2 separate regions of the Danio rerio genome follow, and region 1 is linked to region 2. The links are chromatin contacts, called in public HiCAR-type maps. All regions are on one chromosome and are shown on one strand. The core of a region is the stretch at or near the end of the contact, and the rest is flanking DNA. Distances in the headings are between cores, read along the strand shown. Region 1 holds the start of LOC563017 (neurexophilin-1). Region 2 holds the start of selenow2a (selenoprotein W, 2a).

Region 1 (5,350 bases), core at 2,625-5,124, 290 kb after region 2:
CCAAGTTATTGCTATACTACTGCTTAATTTTAACAAACAAAAATTTTGCACTAATATATTGACTTTAGTGGCCATTTGTATACATTTTGTTTACATTTTTGACACAGTCCCTTTTGGCACAACAACAACATATGAATAGCAGGATCAAAGCTTTAAGACAATCCCTAGTGCAAAATAGTTTTTTTTTACCCAGATCAAAACCTTCCGAAAAATGCTTTTGCACTTAAATGCACTTACAGTAAGTACAACACTATTTGTTAGACCAGGTGGACAAAAATGTTTCTGGAGAGCCACTATTGCCATTTAGAACCCTAATTAAACATCCAAACAACTCAGTCAATGTATCCAGGCTCTAGAGAACACAACTGTGGCCTAAACTCAAATAACACACTTCATGTGCACATGTGAAATTGGATTGCTCTCAGCAGCCGTGTTTGTCCAAACCTATATGTTACCTTTCAAACGTGTTTGCAGTCATTACTCACCCTCAAAACATACTTCTGCCACACTTCTGCGAGCACTGAAGTCACAAAATTGTGGATTACGAGATAAACTAGGACTGGGTTTGTGTTTAAGAAAATATTGGAGCTAAACTGCAGGATGATGGTCCTTCAGAAGCGTGGTTGATCAAACACGTATTTACAACGAGTTTCCAAAAAGGCCATACTAACAAGATTCGACACAAGATGGCGCTAGAGGCCTTTCCATTGTTCGTCACAGACGCAGCAACTCCTCATTGGATTACCACCGTCTCCCACACAGCACACTCAAATGACATTAGTGTTGTGAAACGAGATAAAGCCACTAACGCCCTCAGTCCTGATCCCTACACTAATGCAGGCTCGCAGACAGACAACAAAGACACTATCTCTTTCTATCACAGACACACACCGCATGGCCTGTAACATTATCCTTATGCATAATTTCTCTGAATATTGCAGAAAGGTCGACAAAGGTATGAAGCGTGTCTAGTTTACATTTCTCTTTGCTAATCTATAATTGTTAAGCATATTCTTAAAGGGAAAGTTTACCCAAAAATGAATTCCGTCGTCATTTGGACCACTTGTCCTTCACTAATTGCTAACCTATTTGACTGTCTTTCATCTGTTAAAGACAAAAGAAGTTTTGAAGAAGTTGAAAACCTGTATCCATTAACTTCCATAGTATTTGTTTTTCTACTATGGAAGTCAATGGTTTCATGTTTTCAGCTTACTTCAAAATGTCTTCATTTGTGTTTAACAGATGAAAGAAATTTGTAATGTTTTAGATCCACTTAAGGGGGTGTAAAAAGTGAGTATATTTTAATTTTGGAGTGAACTATTCCTTTCATATAGTCAACATAAGAAAAAATAGCGTTAATCCTGTGAAGCCATTTAAGATGATCTCCCTTTAAAAAGAAATGCACACAGTTAGATTTATTTATGTTTCATTACTATATTAAAGGTTATTTTTGTAGAAATGGTTGATTTGCAGACAAAAAAAAAGAGTTAATGAGTCTATTGCTTTAATGTACCACGTGTGTGTGACCTCTGACATTATAAGGTCATTGTACATCCCCTGTCAGATAATATTAATGGGCATTGAAGCTGTGTGTGTGTGAATGATTAAGTGCAAGTCTGCGCTGGCTAGGTGATGAAAAGGCAAGAGGGCAAAGGGTCAAATTCTCTGATTGAAACCCTGGAGATTGAGAGACAAAATGTAAAGATCAATATGCAGATTAGGAAAGAAAAAAAGAAGAAAAAGTAATGACATTTAAAAAGATTATCACTCACTACTGGCAAAAAGACAGACTAGAAAATAAATATTGGCAACAAACGTGTGGTGATCAGTTGGCTTTAGAACAAGTGATCTGATTTCATATTAGACTCACATAGCAAGGCAGAGGATGCCGGGCTGTTTCAAATCAATAAAACTAAACAAATCGCATCACAATACGCATACCAGGCCTCTCCCAGGGCCAATTACCAGTTAGGTGGAGAGGAGAGCATCTTGGATGAAAAAAAGAAGAGGCAAATAACCCAAAACAGATAACAGAGGTGCATCGACTCAGACAAACCAATAACAAGCGCATGCACCTTGTGACAAGGTACCATCGGCATCAGGTTTAATAACCTGTGACGCTCCTGCCGTCAGCACAGTGAGGGAAGGACATCTTTCTGTTGCTTATCAATAGGTTTTTAAAAAAAAATGCACCTGAAGGGATAGTTCACTCAATAATAAATATGCTGTAATTGTTTTCTCACCCTTCACTTGTTTCAAACATATTTTCGCTTTTTTTCTTCTTCTGTTAAATACAAAAGAAGATATTTCGAAGAATGCTGGTTATTGGCATCCACTGACTACCATCAGGGTGGATTTAGTGATTTGGGGGCCCTGAGCAATTCCGGCCATGGGGACCAAAAGTTCTAAAATGCACCTTTTGTACTTTAATTTATTTGTAATTGATTTATTTTGCTGTTTTGTATTCTAATAACACTTAATTTCCTTTTCTAAATTTTGTCTCCATGCAAAATAATAATAACAACATGTAAAGCATTATGCAAAATGTTTTAAATGATTAGTTTTCTTAAAAATGGATTCACAATAAAATGATATATAAACTATTTCAATTTTAAAATTAAATCTTTCCTAATTTGACTGCTGGACTGCTCCATGATTGAAGGTGGGGGACACATTTGCGCATTTGCAAAATTATGAAAATTATGTATACAAAATGTATAGGAACAATTTATACTTCTAGGTTTTTATTTGGGGGCCCTAAGATTAACTGAGGCCATATGCAGCCTCTTGCCTTGCTTATTGCCATGTTTTTTTTCATAATGGCTCCCAGCAACCAGCATTTTTTAAAATAACTTTTTGTTGTTAGTTAACAGAAGAAAGAAACTCATAAAGGTTTAAAACCAGATGAGGGAGAATAAATGATGAGGTCATTTTAAAATTAGTTCAACTATCCCTTTAATGTCATACAGAACATGGTAAACAAAAACCTGTCATGTCAAAATATTTTTGTTTTGTTTTTCATTTGTTTTTAAATGTAAAAAAATAAAAAAAATAAAAAAATCCTCCTAATGTGAATCCAAAATAAACAGGCAAAAATTAGATAATCCACAAGTTAAGACGTGGAATACCGCTTCAGTGTCCAAACATGTACTGGTTGTAATTGAGGAGTTGATCACACAATAGAATATGACTTGTTCACACAAGCTTTATATATATATATATATATATATATATATATATATATATATATATATATATATATATATATATATATATATATATATATATAATCAGTGTACACTGCAATTAGCAATGCATGGTGTCTCAGATAAAAATTATTTGAATGATTATACAAAAAAAAAAAAAACCTCTAACATAGTAGGTTTTTTGTACATATCATGGGTGTAGGTTTTCGTTGTTTGTATTCAGAACATGATAATGAATGATATCAGACTGACCAACTGTATTTGATGTTCTAGGTAGTAGAAATAACAGAGATCCCCCAATATGCTGTGCATTATTTACCAAACACTGTGAATTATTTGTCAAATAGAACTTACAAGGCTTGAACTAATTGTGATTCAATTTAATCGTTTCGTTTCGTTTTCGATAGAATGGGGTTGAAAGAAAGAAAGAAAGAAAGAAAGAAAGAAAGAAAGAAAGAAAGAAAGAAAGAAAGAAAGAAAGAAAGAAAGAAAGAAAAAAAGAAAGAAAGAAAAATAAATGGGTTACGTTTTGGAGCTTTGGGTATGCGTGTGTATGTGAGAAAGAGAGAGGGGGAGAAGGAGGGAAAGAGGGGAGAGGAAGATTGGGGGTTCTGACGATGAAAAGAGAGAGGGGGGTTTAAAACGTCAGCGCGTGCAGGAGTCCTGCTGCCAGTCTGCATGCACTGATGTGCGCGACGCTCGAGGAGTTTGCGCTCCGGTCAGGCTCGCGCACTGGGATCCTAAACCGTCACCAGCACATAAAAGCGCGGATAACGGAGATGATTCGCCTCACACCGCAACACAACACGGAGCAAAGTGTGCGCAGATGGCAGCGATGAAGTGTCCTGTCAGTTACCACACAGCTTTGGATGTGGCGCGCTCCAAGTAGCGGGAGTTTACTGTGACAGACAGCAGGTGGGATTCCCACTTCGAGGAGAGCTCGCGCGCTTGACTTTTTTTGTTGGACATGGGACCGGGTCTCGCCTGTTTTGGATACGGTACCGGAGGAACCGCGGCTTCTTGAACGGAGAGCTGTCGACAGCTGGACACCGACGAGATGCGCTCCGACCACGGCTTCATCCTGCTGCTCCTCAACGGGACAGCGTGCTTGGTGAGCGACTATGAGGGTGATTTGAGGTCTAAGGGGTGATATAGCCTAAGTTTCAGTACGGTGTCTATTGAACCGAAAGGGGACTCGGTTAGCGGTTGAGTGGTGCGCTTTACGTGGCCGTCACCTGCGCGTCAAGGGGTTACCGTTACCGTCTTCCACCGTGCGCTCGCGCTTCACACTTGAGGGCGGGAGTTTAGGGCGCGAGCTCTGGATGGACTCGCTCGAGCGCGTATTGACTGCTTTTTGAACGTCATGGTTCGCTTCGCGCGCAAGGGGTCCCATGCCCATTCTGTGTATTTTGTGTGTGCGCAGAGGAAAGAGAGAGGAGAGTACAGTGAGAATAAACAGTGGCGTCATAGTCATAATATTACGAGGGTGTACCAGTGAGTTTTATTAAGAATAACTTTAAGTAATAACAAATAGGCAAGACTGCTGAAAATTATTTTAACAATGGGTAATATTGGTCTTAAGCAAAAGTTTGAGGAATTCGTATAAAGTTTTAGACCAAAATTACTTGCCAGCACTAAGCAAAGCGCAGAATGAAAGCAATTCTGGAAAAAGTGTGAATGGAGCAGGTTAAAATACTTTTTTTAAATACGGATCTTCACGGTAATTTTTTTTATTTAGGCTACTTGTTATTATTATAATTATTATTATTATTATTATTATTATTATTATTTGCAATGACTGACTACAAAAGCTTTACTCTGATATACTAATTCAAGATCGGAAAAAACAATCAAGGTATCAGAAGCTTTTTGATTCTTTTAAAATGATGATTTTATTTTTTCCATTAAGAGAAAAATGTACAAGAGAGTCCGACAATTCTAAATAAAGTAAAAAAAAAAAAAAAAAAAAAAAAAAAAAAAAAAAAAAAAGTAAAATAGTCCTGACAACTGGCACGGAATTTAAAAGTAACAGTTTGGGCGCATTTGTTCTTTGGTATTTCTGAGAGAGATGGCAAAGATTTCTTGCTTGGAGAGTCAGTAATTATTATGGCAGACTCTAGAGAGCCTTACACTGTTGACATCAA
Region 2 (5,772 bases), core at 675-3,174:
TATACAAACCTTTTAAAACGATTGTCTTTTCAGCTGTTTGTAAACCTACAGAATTAAATTTGGTTGATTGATTTGCATTTATAAAATAATAACATTTAGTTTTAAGTTGAATTTTATTTTAAAAATGCATACCTTCATTGTTTTTTTCTGAGCAAACAAAAGTAAACAAAAAAGTACATTTATTCAGTAGGGTTAAAAAATGCTTATATATTAATAATAAATGTTTACAGTGGTGTAAAGAGTACTGAAAAATCATACTCAAGTAAAAGTAGCATTACTTGCCTAAAAAAGTAGTGGAAGTAGAGTAAAAGTATCTGTTGTAAAAATTACTCAAAGTATGAGTAAACACTAGACCTTTTAAAAGTACTGAAGAGTAGCGAGTATTACACTGTGAAAAGCTGATGCGTTTACATGTAACTTATGAATGTGTGTAAACGTAACATTCTGTAGTGTATTTAATTATTGCCCAGCCGACAGAGCATCATAAGACGTTAATATTAGGTTATTAGGTTAGGTTTAGGTTGTGATGTCAGGTGACCAAAATTCAAGGCCTAGCCAGCATCTAATGACAATGTTTTTATGATAATAACGTCCAATAATGACGTTGATATTTGGTTGATTTTATGTTGTTAGAAAGTGACCAAAATTCAACGTCGAGCCAACATCTTAAACCAATATCCTATTGACATCAAATACTGACATTTATTTATGGCAAAAAAAAATCCAATGTCTGATAGAGGTCACATTGGTAACTTCCACACAACGTCAAGCTGTAACATCATCAGATGTTGATATTTGATAGATTTTAGATTGGACGTTGGACATTGACGTTGGCCTGACTTTGAGTTCTGACGTCAACCAGATTTTTATTTCCAAAGAAAATGCAACGTTCATGACGTTGGGGTACAACTTCAATCCGACATAATGTTGATGTCTTGTGCCTGACGGGTGTTTAAGGCCATTTCGGTCATCATACCGTAAACACCCATCATCTTCTAATCAGTGACATGCATCTAGACATTCTCTGGGTCAATGCGTGTAAAGAATTTTGACATCTTCTTGGACACTTTTAATGCTTCCAAACAGATTGCTTCAATTATAAATCAACCATGTCTTGAGGTAGTTGATGAGATTTCTATGTGTGATTTAATTGGACAGAAATTACAGGACTGATTTTTCTAATCGCCATAGACAGGAAAAAATAAAGTAGTGACTGAAGGTTGAAGGAAAGTAGGTAAACTACTGATACTGCACTAAAAATTTACTCAAGGGAAAGAAAAAGTACACATTTTTAAAACTGCTCAGTAAATTACAATTCCTGAGAAGAATTACTCAATTACTGTAATTTGAGTATTTGTACTTAGTTACTTTACACCACTGTGTGTGTGTGTGTGTGTGTGTGTGTGTGTGTGTGTGTGTATATATATATATATATATATATATATATATATATATATATATATATATATATATATATATATATATATATATATATATATATATTTAAAGAGAGAAGGTATTAAGCATAGAGCATTAAATCTCCAACACCAGGTCCAAATTTACAACAATTCTCTACCAAACTAACATTATAATAACTTATTCGAGCCTCATTGGTCATTTTAAATAACAGCCCTGTGTTAAACGGACGCATGACAAACTGTTATCCCATTTATCCGTAAATTTGCGTTAATAACAAAGAGCAGAGCTAGCACACAGCATGATCTAGATAATCTACGTCACCCAATTTCTCAGAACATCGTGCTCAGTTGCAGAAAGGCGTCTGTAAATCACATTACATTCACATCATTTACTAATGCATTTGTTGTGAAATCACTCACCAATATTCAACTTTTATTTGTACACCCATATCTGCAGAGCTGCGTCACTGCGTGCTGCTGCTTCCGCGTCTGTGAAACCGCTTATTTAAATCTAAATCTCCAGCGCCAACTACCGGCTGGAAGAGGCAGCGCTACAGAGAGTAGAAACCTTTCGTCGAAATCCACACGATGGCAGCAGGCATTAACCAATTAAACCCAACATTCTTATATTGGTTTGACATTTTACCTTTCATATGACATCATTTGGTGGTAGACTCTTACATCCACAACGACTTACGAATGAAAACCATGTAATTAATAATCAGTAGAGAGCCGGTTTGTGTTAGAAGGTACCGCTGTAAGATAAACTAAAAGAATACATGGGCCATTCTTCAACTACAGGCACTTTTACCCTTGTAAAGTTGAGTAAAAAATCTTGTTGAAAATTAATGTAACATAGCCTCATAAATTTTAACAATTTATCTAGTTTTAAGATCTGTAAGAGGACAAACTTAGTCTCCACTTTCAGGACAAAGAGGACAAACTTTGTCTCCACTTTCCTTACTAATATGCAATTCCCTCTGACTCCTCCACTAACTACAAAAAAAAAAAAAAAAAAAAAAAAAACCTGTACTAATGTTTTACTTCTTACACTGTCTTTACACACCTGAAACTTGCCTACAGCACTTATTCATTGTTGCTCTTATAGTTGTGTAAATTGCTTCCTTGTCCTCATTTGTAAGTAGCTTTGGATAAAAGCGTCTGCTAAATGATTAAATGTAGATGTAAATGTAAGAAGAGAACCATTTTTTCCATCGTGAACTGAACAAATGTCAATTCCACCACATCTCAATATACAGCTTATTTCAAAATGAAATAAATTATGGCTGTCAAACATTGTCTAAGATCTTTGAGTGTTGTTGTAATAATCTGTTGTGGTAGTAATGTATGTGCTGTAGTATTACAATCACAGTAGCAATCAAGTTAGCCAGTTCGCTCTATACATTACATTACAACGCACCACAGTTTACTGTAGTAAAAACTAATGCATATTATTACAGTTGATCAGGTCACTATAGTTAATGTTAAAGTATGGTTCGGCATTCATGATTTTTGTAAATACTATATTATATTTTTGTAAATACTATATTATATACAGTATAATACAGTTGGTATAGCTAGTTAAAAAACATTGTTATTTACTATAAATATATCATATAAATATATAAAATTTTTCATGAGTTGGGCCAACAGTTAAGTTTGTCCACATTTGACCCAAACAGGACCAAAGTTTTTAACTAAATAGATAGAAAAGAAAGTTTAAAAAAGTGGCGGTGTTTAGGTTAGTGCTTATAAAAATGCATCAATTGTTGCATGTTAATGACATATTGTTAATTTGGCACCATAATGCAGAGTTAACAATGTAGCCTAAATTAGCTATTAACAATGAGTAAAAAGCTGTGCTAACATCACTTCTAAATTACAGGTATGAAATTTTGCTTTGCCTCAAGTTAATAGTAATATTATTAACATGAAGATAGATAACCCTGGGTGAATTGCAGCCTGAAAAGCATTTATTAATTTATTTTCTTTTCGGCTTATTCCCTTTATTAATCCGGGGTCGCCACAGCGGAATGAACCGCCAACTTATCCAGCATATGTTTTACACAGCGGATGCCCTTCCAGCTGCAACCCATCTCTGGGAAATATCCATACACACCCATTCACACTCATACACTATGGAGGACAATTTTATTCATTCATTCATTCATTCATTCATTCATTTTCTTGTCGACTTAGTCCCTTTATTAATCTAGGGTTGCCACAGCGGAATGGACCACCAACTTATCCAGCACGTTTTTACGCAGCGGATGCCCTTCCAGCCGCAACCCATCACTGGGAAACATCCACACACACACACACACACACACACTTATACACTACGAACAATTTATCCTGCCCAATTCACCTGTACCGCATGTCTTTGGACTGTGGGGGAAACCGGAGCACCTGGAGGAAACCCACGCGAACGAGGGGAGAACATACAAACTCCACACAAAAACATCAACTGACCCAGCTGAAGCTCGAACCAGCTACCTTCTTGCTGTGAGGCGACAGCACTACCTACTGCGCCACTGTGTCGCCCCAGACAAAAATTTAAATATAGAAATAATTAAATGTACAAAAAACAAGCAAACAAAAATATTAAATATCCACAAATTAAGCTTTCTTTTTTTCCCCATGTATTTATTCTTTTGAATTGCATTAGTTGTTGTTGAAAACTCTGTAAAAGACTTTTATTGACATTTTTAATAGTGAAGTTGTATATTGTCCGGGTTGGTGTTGAAAAAGCCTGGTAATAAAACTTCTAGAGCCTTTTTATATTATTGTATGGACCCAATTCCCTATATATATTTTTCTTATACAATTCATCAATTCAAGCTAAATTGTCAATAAAAGTCAATTTGTTAAACTGCAGGGTTGAACTTCAAACAATGGCAGAGCAGAGATCAGCTTCACATAATGCAATTTCTAACCCTAAATAAAAATTGTAAATCCCAAAAAATGGGATCTGTAAATTAATGTACAATATGATTGTTTGCAGAACTTCACAGCATTTCACGAGTACACCATCAAAAAAAAAAAAAAAAGCTGAGCATTTCAAAGCAATCAAAGTTCAAATTTAGGTATAAATATTTTATTGTAACTTGGAGTTTAAAATAAAAAAAATAATTATTAGGCATGTAATTATGAAATATATATTGCTGTTCATTACAAAGGTTGTTCAAAATAAAATGTCATTTAATTTTTTACTTATGTGTTTCTCTTTTCTTTGGACATTTATCTCCATAAATGTATTTATTTATTCTAAAAAAATATTTGTATAAATAAATGTTAAAAGAAAATGAAAACACAAATAAAACAAAAATTTGACATTTTATTTTTTTATTTATGCATCATGTGTATAGTTTTTCTTTAATTTATTTCAAATGTTATCAGAGTTGGGATTTCATACACAACATGCATGAGGCACAGACATAAAGAGAACATACAGTACCAAGAGATCTCAAACATGAACAGATCATTTGCTCTGTCGTTGCCTGTGTAAAAAAAGCACATAACAGGGCAAATCTTTTGTTAAAATGAGCTTGATTGTTGTAAAGATTGAACATGGCTCGCCTCTGCCGATGACTCACCCCTGAAAACATATTCACAGAATAGTGCACTGATTTGCTGTGTCATTTGTTATTAAGGACCAGGTGGGTTTTCAGATGAGACATGGTGATTTGGAGCCGCATTACACCATTATGGGCTCATTATGATGATGTCATACAGGGCTCACAACTGACACCACAGCGCAGTCGTTCTGACAGGACAAGTGAAAAGTTTGAGAGGGACGAGAGGCGCAGATGCATCCCATTTTCAGCTTTATTTCATTTCTAGTTTCCAACGTTTTTATCTTATTATGAACAAATGGTGTAATAGTCCGGTGTATCCAAATGCCAAGAAATGATGATGAAAATATGAGAAATGATGATTAAAAGAATAAAATCTACATGGCTAACGCTGAGGGGAATTACTAGAAAGAGATAACTGATAACAAGAAACATTCTCAGAAAGTTCTGGGAAACATTCTTCTGGGAATATAGTTGCACATTTGTCTACTGGTTTTTTAAATGCTACTTTATTATTGGTTAAGAATTCAGAGAAAAGCCAACATTAACATTCCTATTATGCCTGCAAAATGATTAAATGGATTGCTGCTTAATGTCTCAATATTTCAAAATTTGAACATTTCTTTAAGAGATTTAGCCGCAAACCTTAAGTTCAAATATTACTGTTAACACTGGGGTTCACAATGGCTTTTGTTAGCTAAGTTATGTATACACATTCATTGCTCTCTTCTGTAGGTTAATAGTCATGTGATATGCTAATTATTATTTTATTTATTATT

What was found. HiCAR-type assays count read pairs that join an accessible place to other places.
Region 1: a HiCAR-type map of caudal fin shows a contact between it and region 2, with 4 times the contacts expected there. The contact joins the promoter of LOC563017 here to the promoter of selenow2a in region 2. A contact is called at or near these places in 5 of 18 Hi-C or Micro-C datasets (caudal fin, embryo, hematopoietic stem cells and 1 more) and 1 of 4 datasets of contacts at active chromatin or transcription factors (caudal fin).

The regions. Positions count from the first base shown.
Region 1 is chr3:19,183,691-19,189,040 of GRCz12tu, forward strand. LOC563017 (neurexophilin-1) reads left to right here and starts at 3,875. Exons shown (of 2, transcript XM_686381.8): 1 at 3,875-4,317. The coding sequence starts at 4,264. It overlaps LOC141381177 (a long non-coding RNA gene), which reads right to left and starts at 683. Exons shown (of 4, transcript XR_012400923.1): 1 at 486-683.
Region 2 is chr3:18,897,625-18,903,396 of GRCz12tu, forward strand. selenow2a (selenoprotein W, 2a) reads right to left here and starts at 1,925. Exons shown (of 4, transcript NM_194417.3): 1 at 1,839-1,925. The coding sequence starts at 1,867.